Regions from separate parts of the Mus musculus genome. Here all the other regions are linked to region 1. Evidence: chromatin contacts called from public promoter capture Hi-C data. All regions are on one chromosome and are shown on one strand. The core of a region is the stretch at or near the end of the contact, and the rest is flanking DNA. Distances in the headings are between cores, read along the strand shown. Region 1 holds the start of Mmgt1 (membrane magnesium transporter 1). Region 2 holds the start of Map7d3 (MAP7 domain containing 3). Region 3 holds the start of Smim10l2a (small integral membrane protein 10 like 2A).

What was found. Promoter capture Hi-C pulls out the DNA fragments that hold promoters and counts their contacts. Capture Hi-C pulls out chosen DNA fragments and counts their contacts.
Region 2: a promoter capture Hi-C map of pancreatic islet shows a contact between it and region 1. The contact joins the promoter of Map7d3 here to the promoter of Mmgt1 in region 1. A contact is called at or near these places in 11 of 39 promoter capture datasets (the 3T3-L1 cell line, the C10 cell line, the SN4741 cell line and 7 more), 6 of 115 datasets of contacts at active chromatin or transcription factors (cardiomyocytes, embryonic forebrain, embryonic stem cells and 1 more) and 2 of 9 other capture datasets (adipose tissue and pancreatic islet).
Region 3: a contact with region 1 is called in a promoter capture Hi-C map of the HPC-7 cell line. The contact joins the promoter of Smim10l2a here to the promoter of Mmgt1 in region 1. A contact is called at or near these places in 4 of 39 promoter capture datasets (the C10 cell line, the HPC-7 cell line and pre-B cells) and 1 of 9 other capture datasets (liver).

What each region holds. Positions count from the first base shown.
Region 1 is chrX:56,596,086-56,599,299 of GRCm38.p6, forward strand. Mmgt1 (membrane magnesium transporter 1) reads right to left here and starts at 1,859. Exons shown (of 4, transcript NM_146234.4): 1 at 1,700-1,859. The coding sequence starts at 1,778. It overlaps Gm36239 (a long non-coding RNA gene), which reads left to right and starts at 2,107. Exons shown (of 3, transcript XR_386934.2): 1 at 2,107-2,217; 2 at 2,973-3,069; 3 at 3,178-3,214.
Region 2 is chrX:56,820,667-56,823,691 of GRCm38.p6, forward strand. It overlaps Map7d3 (MAP7 domain containing 3), which reads right to left and starts at 1,659. Exons shown (of 16, transcript NM_177293.3): 1 at 1,571-1,659. The coding sequence starts at 1,637.
Region 3 is chrX:56,373,244-56,376,389 of GRCm38.p6, forward strand. It overlaps Smim10l2a (small integral membrane protein 10 like 2A), which reads left to right and starts at 1,274. Exons shown (of 2, transcript NM_183030.2): 1 at 1,274-1,965; 2 at 2,787-3,146. The coding sequence starts at 1,394. The coding sequence ends at 1,630.

The DNA.
Region 1 (3,214 bases), core at 609-3,108:
AGAATGTTACAATGGGAAAGTGAACAGAGTTGCACTGCCTCAGTTTCCTCTGTGGCAAATGGGAACGTGAAAGGTGAACAGGGTTTATTTCGTGTATGAACAGTGAGAGCTCTGCTATATCAAAGGTCACTATGGCAGAGATGAGCATGCTCCAGCACCATAGGATGCTATCTGCTGCCACAATTTCCCATGACACAACTAGTGTCAAAGGTAAATGGCAGTCTTTTGCCAGCACGAGCAGTGCAGAGGTCTTGCTTCAGTCCACAAGGCATTCTTAGCACTTGAAAAATATAAAAATCCAAAATCTTAATTCTACATCAAGCAGGACAATATTATTCTAGATGAAGTAGGACAATCCACTTCTAGATTAAATAGGACAATCCCTAATTCATAATGTACTCTAGACTTAAAATGACTTGTGTGAATGTATTGAGTCTGCTTAAAAAAATATGCAGGCAGAGTATATTTGAACTTACAGAGCCTGTAAGGACAGGGATAAAAGCAAAATCAATCCAATATCATATGCTGTTTGGATTAACCTTTTAATGACACACTTCTAGCTAACTTTCTTGTTTGAATGAAGTCTACTCTGGAAATTTAAGACTATCTTCAGCTAGGCATTTCTTCACTGGGAAAATGAGGCTGTTGGAGTTCAAGCAAGGGCCTTACTTGCTTTGTGACTATAGTAGAGCCAAAGCTTACTTCGAAAATAACCAGTACTCCAGTGTATCCTATTCTCCTCCAGGACAGTGCTTCACAAACTATAAATCACCCAGGGATTTATTAAAACGAATATTCTGATTCAACAGTTCTGAGGTGGAGCCTGAGTAGACACTAACAAGGTCCCAGGTGATGTCCACGATGCTGCTCTACTGACCACACTATGAGCAGCAAAGCTCTAAGGCACTTTCCCCAGGGTCCCACCAAATTACTACTCCCCATGAACATACATACACACATACATACACATACACACACACACACACACACACACACCTTTGGAACATTCACATTATCTTACTGCAATTATTTGTTGGCCCACTAGTTTTTCCACTAGTCTAAGAATTCCCTTAAAGGAATCAAGGAACCTCTAGCACCTAAAAGCAGAAGCAACTTCAATTATTGATCTGAGAAAACAAACAAAAACAAAAAACAAAAAAATACAAAAATAAAAACCCACCATACAGCACCGTTATCATTTGCCCAAGGTCACACAGATTTAACAGTTAAGCAAAATGTTAACAACCAACCTTTTAAACCAGTCCACTGCTCTTTCCCCGTGTCACAGTGCCTCCCTGAGGCAAGCGGTCACTTAACTTCTCCGTCTTTGCCTGGACAGCAGAGTGGCCGGGATGCTGTCTAGCTAGCTGTCACGATGCCACATGCATGCAAAGTTCTCAATTCCACACTTTGTCTTAGCTACCTAGGCTGCATATGGCATGTCGTGTCTGGAGTTCTGGGACAGAGTCCCGGTCTGAATTCTTTCTCAAACCTCAGCAACCTCTTCTGGCCGTCCTGCAATCTAGGTGTTCCTCAGCCATCTGATCTCAAGCCCTCCGCTGAGGACCCTGCACGGCTTTACTTAGTCACCCCGACCTAAAACGGCTCTCCTGCACTGGGTTCAACAGTCCCTTAGGGGAGCGCCCCCACAGCCCCTGGTGTCCCCCACGCGAGCGGTCCCAGTCCCTCAGTTACTTACGCTGCGCAGCTGAAAAGGCAGCGTGGGCTAGGGCAAAAAGCCCGACACCTACAAGCCCCTTCCACAGCGACGGCGCCATGATTCAGAAGGAGCGGCAGCCCAACAAAAGGAGACGAAGGGCGGCAGAGGTACTCCTCCTTTCACCGGCGGGCGTCCACGCGGCGCAGGAACATGACGTCACCAGAGCCCTGGGCGCGAAGTGCCGGCGGTGGCCAGACCCAGAGAGCCGCCGAGAGAACGCGGAAAAAGGAATGCCGGGAAGAAGGGGACAGCGACACGGAAAAAGGGCCTGAGGCCTCCTCTGCGACTGCGCAGTGCAGCTTCCCGGAGAGAGGCAGGGCTGAGTTGGGGGCGTGAAAGAACAGGCCGAGCGAGACCAATGGGGAGACGAGGTAGAGCGTCCGCAAATACGCGCCGGATTTGGAGAAGGGGCGGGACTTACGGAAAGGCCTGGGAGGAGAAGAAGGTGGGGCTGGTGGCGTTGCTAAATGGCTGTGGGCGTAGAACTCGAAAGCCTGGTACTTGGTATTTGATAATTGGTTAATTGATTTGGTTTTCCTCCCAACAGAGTCCTTTCCTTTCACTAAGTCTTTCTTATGCCTCTGGCCTCAGAAACGGTTACCGAGGCAGGTTGCAAGGGCATCAACGTGAGGAAGTAAATAAAGTGTAGAGAGTAACTTGGGGGGTATGGAGCCCTGAACTCTCGCATGTTGGGGACGCTCAGAGCATTGGTTCAACATCTTACCTTTCTGCTTTACGTTTCTATGAGCAAGATCCACACAAAAGAGAGTGTAGCACAGCGGGACTGTTTTGTCATGAAGAAAGCTAGAATGTATGAAGGGAGAATAAAGGGATGTTGGAAACAGTCTGATGAGCACACAACTGTAACCTTTCTCCATTTTTATCTTCATCTCCTAAAATGTAGGCATTCAGAAGGAGAGTTTTTCCTGGATCTCTTTTCGCTCTACTCTCAGCAAGCTCATTAGTTCATTTCCACTTCAGACCAGCTTAGTTTTTCCAGTGATTCCAAATCAACAACTTTACCTCAAATACCATAACTCCTTAGCTCCAGATCAGCATTCCTAGCTACTCACTGCTGAGTATTCATTTGCGTGTGAGTAAACCCTGTGGGCACGACATTTTTATGGCCAAAGGTAACTCACACCCTCAACTCTATATAAGTTACTTCAGTGCCCCTGGCTGAGTGGCACAGCTTTGTTGATGTCATATCACAAAATAAGTGTGAAGCCTGATTACCATTCTTTCCCATCAGTCTCCAAAGAACTGTGTCATCTGAATCAGTTGACTCACCAGTACCTGGTCAGTACTGCTGGTCCTTACCATGCCTTTGAAAGTTGAAGCATTCTCAGGTATGATCTCCTTATTCTATTCTGACTTTATATCATCTTCTAAACGATGTTATTTCTTTATTATGTTTGTTGGGTTGCTATTGTTTGCTGCCTCTCTTCCCACTCTAGGATGGGAGCTGCAAGAAGACAGCTTTCTCCCTCTCTA
Region 2 (3,025 bases), core at 409-2,908, 220 kb after region 1:
AGGGGTAAGCTTGAATGTGCCCCTGCAATTGCTGCCATAGAGATCTTACCATTGCAGAAAAGAAAAAAGAATTTGCTTTTAAGTCTTAGGGAGCTAACAGCTCAGATAAACTATGACCTAGTTAAAGACCTAGTCTCACTCCCTGTTTTACTACTGGTATTTTTGTGGCACACATTACTTCCGAATGGTATAATAGCATGCATTCTTTTGAATCGGTTCTCAAAGAATACATAGTTTTTAAATGTTTCCCTACTAGATAAACAGTTGATACCAGGAGAACAAATAGCTACTGAAAGGCTGGTGGGAAACTGCTGAAATCTTTGTGTCCAGCAGCCATTGTTAGGGGAGAGCACCCTTCCCAGCCCGACTGCACCATTCGAAATAGTAACAAAATATCAGGCTGCCTAATACCGCACACCTCCAAGCTGTGGAAGTGGCTCAAGACTTCTGAGTCTGGGATTCTGGCTGCTAGACTAACTTTAAAGTTTCTCCTGCTCTAAAACGCTGTTAATCTGGCTCTCAGTCTTAGTAGCTTTCCTTGCATTTATAGGTCCCAATCTTTGAGTAACGTGCTCTAAACTGAGAAACCATTTGTGAATTTAAACAAACGAGGGAAAAGCAACAAGTTAAGTCACACAGTTTTTAAAGCTCATCTGGCTGAATGGTTTTAATTTAAAACAGTTGTGTAGAAAATATAAAATGTGATTTGTTAAGATAAGAATAGTTCTTTAGTATTAGCATATTAAAATGCATAGAAAACCCACTAAATGAATATATGTACATCTAATTACAATGTAAAACTCCTTAAAGATTTTTATAGCAATCAAAATCATCTTATTCACAGGCATATCTGGGGAAAGTAGTCTTGTCCTTCTCGCACAATTTCCTGAATTAAATAGGTGCTGCCAAAATTGTTAAGATTAATACACCCCACCAACCTTTTCGTCTCCCCAGACAGAAAAAGTTTTGATTATAGGACCTGTTGAGAAAGTATTGCTAGGTGAGGATTCTCATTCAGCTCAGCCTAGGGATAAAGTCACGTGCCGTAGCAAAGTGAAATCTTTTCCCAACATTCTAAGCCCTAAGCGTCAGTTCTCCCCCCGCCCCCCGCGCGCCTGGATCTGAACCTGGAAAACGCCAACACCTTGGGATTCAGGGAAAACCCAAACTTTCCGATCCTGGCAGGGCCACCCTGAAGTGTGGATGTGCCCAGCACGGGCCAGCGCCCACCCATCCCTGAGCTTTCCCGCAGTTGCTGCGGTGTCACTGGTCCCCGACGCAGACAGGGCTAGAGTTAGGGTTTGGTAGCTCCCGCCCGCCCAGCAATGGTCTTTGGAATGTTGACAGCACTGCCCGATGGTTTCCCCTTCATGTCCTGGTTCTCTGATCTCTCTTGCCCCAGCCCTAAGGTGTTGAGAGAGATGAGGGGGATCATAGACCATGAGGGACCGAGGGGACTCTCCACGGAAAAGTTACTGAGCCACGCTACTTCTCTGGATCCTGGGGCTACATCAACCCCACTGCCTATGAGTGTCCCTGTCCCCCTGGGACTATGATCCATCTCACTCACCCAAGCGTTCGTGTAGCCCCCGGAAAGATGTGCTGCTACTGGTAGCAGCAAAAGTGGGGTCCGCCATCTTCAGAGAGTAGTTGAGAACCACTGGAGGTGGTTCTTGGGCGGCAAGGCGCAGGCGCCGCCTCTTCTTTGGCCTCTGCCGGGGCTGGGACCCCGGGGGGCGGGGCAGGGCGGGGCTCGGGTAGTCCCCGCACTTCCCATGAACCTTCAATATAGGTAGCATTAGCTCTCACATGCTTGTGGCTAAGCTGGCTGGAAAGCTATTAACTTTGTCTGAGGAAAGCCTTTCTTATATTGGCGGTTCTATTGTGATGCGTTCTGGGCTCCAGCCAATCAGCTGCCCACTTGGCCATTGACCGTTCTTTTCCTTTTATCGCCTCTACTTGATGAATGCTGCAACATTCCATAGTTCCCCATCCATAAGTTAACACCCATTTGCCAAGCATCTTCCTGTACTATGAGCGTTTATTACCTTTGAAGTATTACATGAAAAGCCCAGTTTGGGGGTAAAGGATGTGAGGGGTGAATAGATGATGTGTCACCTCTTTTTTTCGTGTATATGTTAACACATGGTTATGGGCAGGCAGTTATGGTTGAGGAAGGCCCAGGAGCCTCTTTATAGGATAAGCACTTGAATGAATTCTCTGAGTCTTCAAGTGATATTGGAACTGTAAACCGAAGAAGCTGATAGTGGTTACCCATCTTTTCCCTGTACCATGACACTTACCACTTACAGTAATACACAAACTTATTAGTCCCCTACTACCCTAGGAAGTATGTACCACTACTGTCCCAACTTACAGGCAAGGAAAGTAAAAATTAAAACCCTTTGTCTAGAGTCACCACAGTAAGTGACAGTATTGAAATATAGTCCCCAAGCTTCTCATTAGGGTACGCATGTACTTCATCTTAGATGAGGAAATTTCATTAGGTGAAGAAAGAGAAACGGGACCTGGAGTGATGGCTCATTGGATAAGAGTAAATCAAGCCCTCCAAGAGGACCTGAGTTTGATCCCCAGCACCCAAGTCAGATGGCTTACAACTGCACTCCAGGGTAACCCAGTGCCCACTTGCACTCAATCGCACCGCCCCCATACATACAATTTAAAAATAAAGATGAGGTGCTGGAGAGATAGCTCAGTGGTTAAGAGCACTGACTGCTCTTCCGAAGGTCCTGAGTTCAAATCCCAGCAACCATGTGGTGGCTCATAATCATCTGTAACGAAATCTGATGTTTTCTTCTGGGGTGTCTGAAGACAGCTACAGTGTACTTACATATAATAAATAAATAAATAAATCTTAAAAATAAAGATGAATCTTTTGAGAATAGAAAATAAATGTTATAACTTACAGTGCACAAACATGTGAAAGTACATCAAATGACCTTTAAATGTGGTCAAAAGGCATAAACAGGCCTCTTCGAAGGAAAGAAAATACAAATGGTCACTA
Region 3 (3,146 bases), core at 24-2,523, 220 kb before region 1:
GAGCGACCAGCAAATCCAACAGAAAAGCAACAAAATGCATGCGCCATTGAGTTGATGGCACTGTGTGGGACATTTTAGTACACTAAGAGTACACATTGAGCCACCCATAGCGCTGGCCACATATGTGGCAGAGGATGGCCTTGTTGGACATTAGTTGGAGAGGCCCTTGGGCCTGAGGGGGTTCCATGCCCCAGTGTAAGGGAATGCCAGGGCGGGAGGATCCTCACAGAGGCAGGGGGAGAGGGGATGGGATAGGGGGTTTCTGAAGGAAAGACCTGGAAAGGGGAAAACATTTGAAATGTAAATAAAGAAAATCCAATCCAAACAAAAAAAAAAAAGAAAAGAAAAGAAAAGAAATTGAAGGAATGTCTTAGGTAATGACTCAATCTGGCTATTTTTTTAAATGGTTATTCAAAAAGAAGAGAGTTACAGCAGACTAAGAAGACAGGAAAGAGAACTAGAAATCTGGATTACAGACAGTGTGATACAATTAGGTATGAGGACTAAGTTCTAGGTTCCTAGAGGACAAATCAGTGGCTATAGATTATAACAACCTATTGTGTTTTTAAATAGAACTAGAAGAGAGAAGGCTCCAAACACAGAGAAATAATAAGGTGAGAGGTTAATTACTATGATTTGATCTTTATGCATTGTATACATGGATTTAATTGTCACACTGTATAACTATGTAAAATTACGCCAACAAAAAGGACCGTAAGAAAATAAACATACATAAATAATTGAGATGTTAAGGAAAGAGAAAGGGGTAGAGAGAGAGAGAGAATAAAGAAAGGTGCAATGAGTCCTTTGACCTGGCTTCCTGGGGAGACAGTGGAGGGTGTTAGCGTGCATAGGAGAGAATTTCTGGGTATAGTTTCCTATCGAAATATCAATAGTTCCCAAGAGCTAGCCCTTAACTCCCCCACACCCTTGCTTAGCCGATTTCCCCAGTGAATCCTAGGAACACACCTTCTAGGCCACTCAGTCTTTGTACACACTAGGAAGAAAGAATACGATGAACAGGTGGGACAAACACTTGGAAGGTTTGGGACTTCGTGGAGAGAGGGTTCCTATCCATGGGATTGTGTCAATCCGGTGAAGCAAGTCTGGCCCTAGCCCTACAGCCATTGTGCAGCAGCTGGACCCTGTATGAGTTAATGATACCTGCGGAACTAGCAGAAGGACTTCTGCCTCCAGCCTGCATTGAGGGGGCGGAGCTGAGCAGCGGCAGGTCTGGAGAGAGGGCGGAGAGCTACAAAGGCGGCGGTGCTGGGGGTGGAGCATTGAAGGCTGCACGGACCCGGAGCCCTTGGGCGGGGTTGCGGACAGAGTGGGGTGGCGTGGCGCAGCGCATTGAGCTGGCTCTGCAGCAGGTGAGCGGTGAGCCAGGCCAATGGCGGTGACTGCGGCCCTCTCTGCTGCTGCTGCGGCGGCGGCCCTGTCTGGCCTGGCAGTGCGACTGTCGCGTTGGGCGGCGACACGCAGCTCCTACGGTGCGTTCTGCAAGGGGCTCACGCGCACGCTACTCACCTTCTTCGACCTAGCCTGGCGCCTGCGCGTGAACTTCCCCTACTTCTACATGGTGGCCTCAGTGATGCTCAACGTCCGCCTGCAGGTGCGGATCGAGTGAGCAAACGCCCTCCGCCACGGAGGAGAGGGCCATCCGCGCCTTCCGCGCCATCCTGGCGGCCGCAGGAAGGACAGCGGGGCGCACAGTGCCTCCAGACTGCGGCGGGGGGCGCAGGCGGCACGGCCCGGGCCCCTCCATTTTAGGTCTCTGCGAAGGGCCTGAGGAACCACATCCCATACCGCAAAAACCTTCACAGCCCAGTCCTTTTCCTCTGCATCCAGAGAATCACCAGAGTCTGGCAAACCTGTTGCCTCCCCATTGGCCAAAAGCGGGAGAGCCCAAAAGAGAGCATGCTACTACCACAGGACTTGATTTACCAGGCTCTGTGCCTAAAGGTAGGCGACCACAGGTTGGAATGGTGGGGGGGGGGGGTATGTGGCCACTGCATGTAAATACCCAGACTGGTTTATGGAAAGAGAGAATGCAGCGGGGCACACCGGCTGCCTGGTAGAGTGATTCATGATGGGGCGAGGGGCATCTTGGAGAGTCAGCTCATCACCAGCACACTGTCAGAGAACCCCCCGCCCCCGCCCCCACTTTCCAGGCATCCAACCCCTTTTTATGCAGAGGACTCCTGAGATGTCACCTGAACCCTAAATGGGAGAGGACTGGGCCAGTGAGGTCTCAGGAAGGCCCTAGACAGTAAAGATTATCCATCCATCTCTACCTAAGTCAGGTGAGCAGATAAAATGAACAGATCTTTTTGAGCCAATCCGAAGGCTGTCTCCTTCTTGGCAGGGAGGCCCAAGGATACTCTCTGCAGCTGTGCACAGCCCTTCCCAAATTGCCTGGAGCACTGTTGGGGATGGGGCAGGGGACTGGACTCAGCCACTTATTCCCCTAACCCGGTCTGAGGACCTTACTGAGGCTCTGCATCTGCAGACAGGGAAGAACAGGAAATACTTGGCTCTAGCCATCTCTTCCCCCACAAGCTGCTTCTCCCACCCTTTCCAGGCTGCCCAGGCTCCCTGAAGGACCTGCAGTGACACACTGGAGACCCAGAAGCCCATCTACCAGCCATGAGTGGCATGTCTGCTGTGTGCCACAGGGTGTGGAGAAGTGGGAAGGACTCTGGAAGCAGGCAGCTGCTCTCCGAATAGGGTAGAGAAGGGGAATGCACAGGAGGCCAACTCTGAAGTCTCTCTTTCTTTTTCAGGCATTGGTCTTCTGGGTGATGGCTCAGCCCTTCACTGAACATTTCAACTCGAATCCTAGAGGTGCCATTGATTCTGTAGCAGCACGGCTAGCAGCTGAGTGAAGAGCCTGCCTAGAAGGAGAAGAAGAAGAAGAAGAAGAAGGAGAAGAAGGGCCTTTCTGGTGAGCCCAGAGGGGTGAGGTGGCTCAGGTCACCTGGTCCCTCCACAGAAAAGGGTGGACACTTGGACACTGATATCTCCTGGCAACACTGTGAGGGAGATGTGTTCTCCCACCTCATGAACTCCATGGGGCTCAAGGAAGTGCCTGGGGTTTGCCCTTGTTACACAGAGAAGAGAGCTCAGCCTGCCCTGGACCGGCA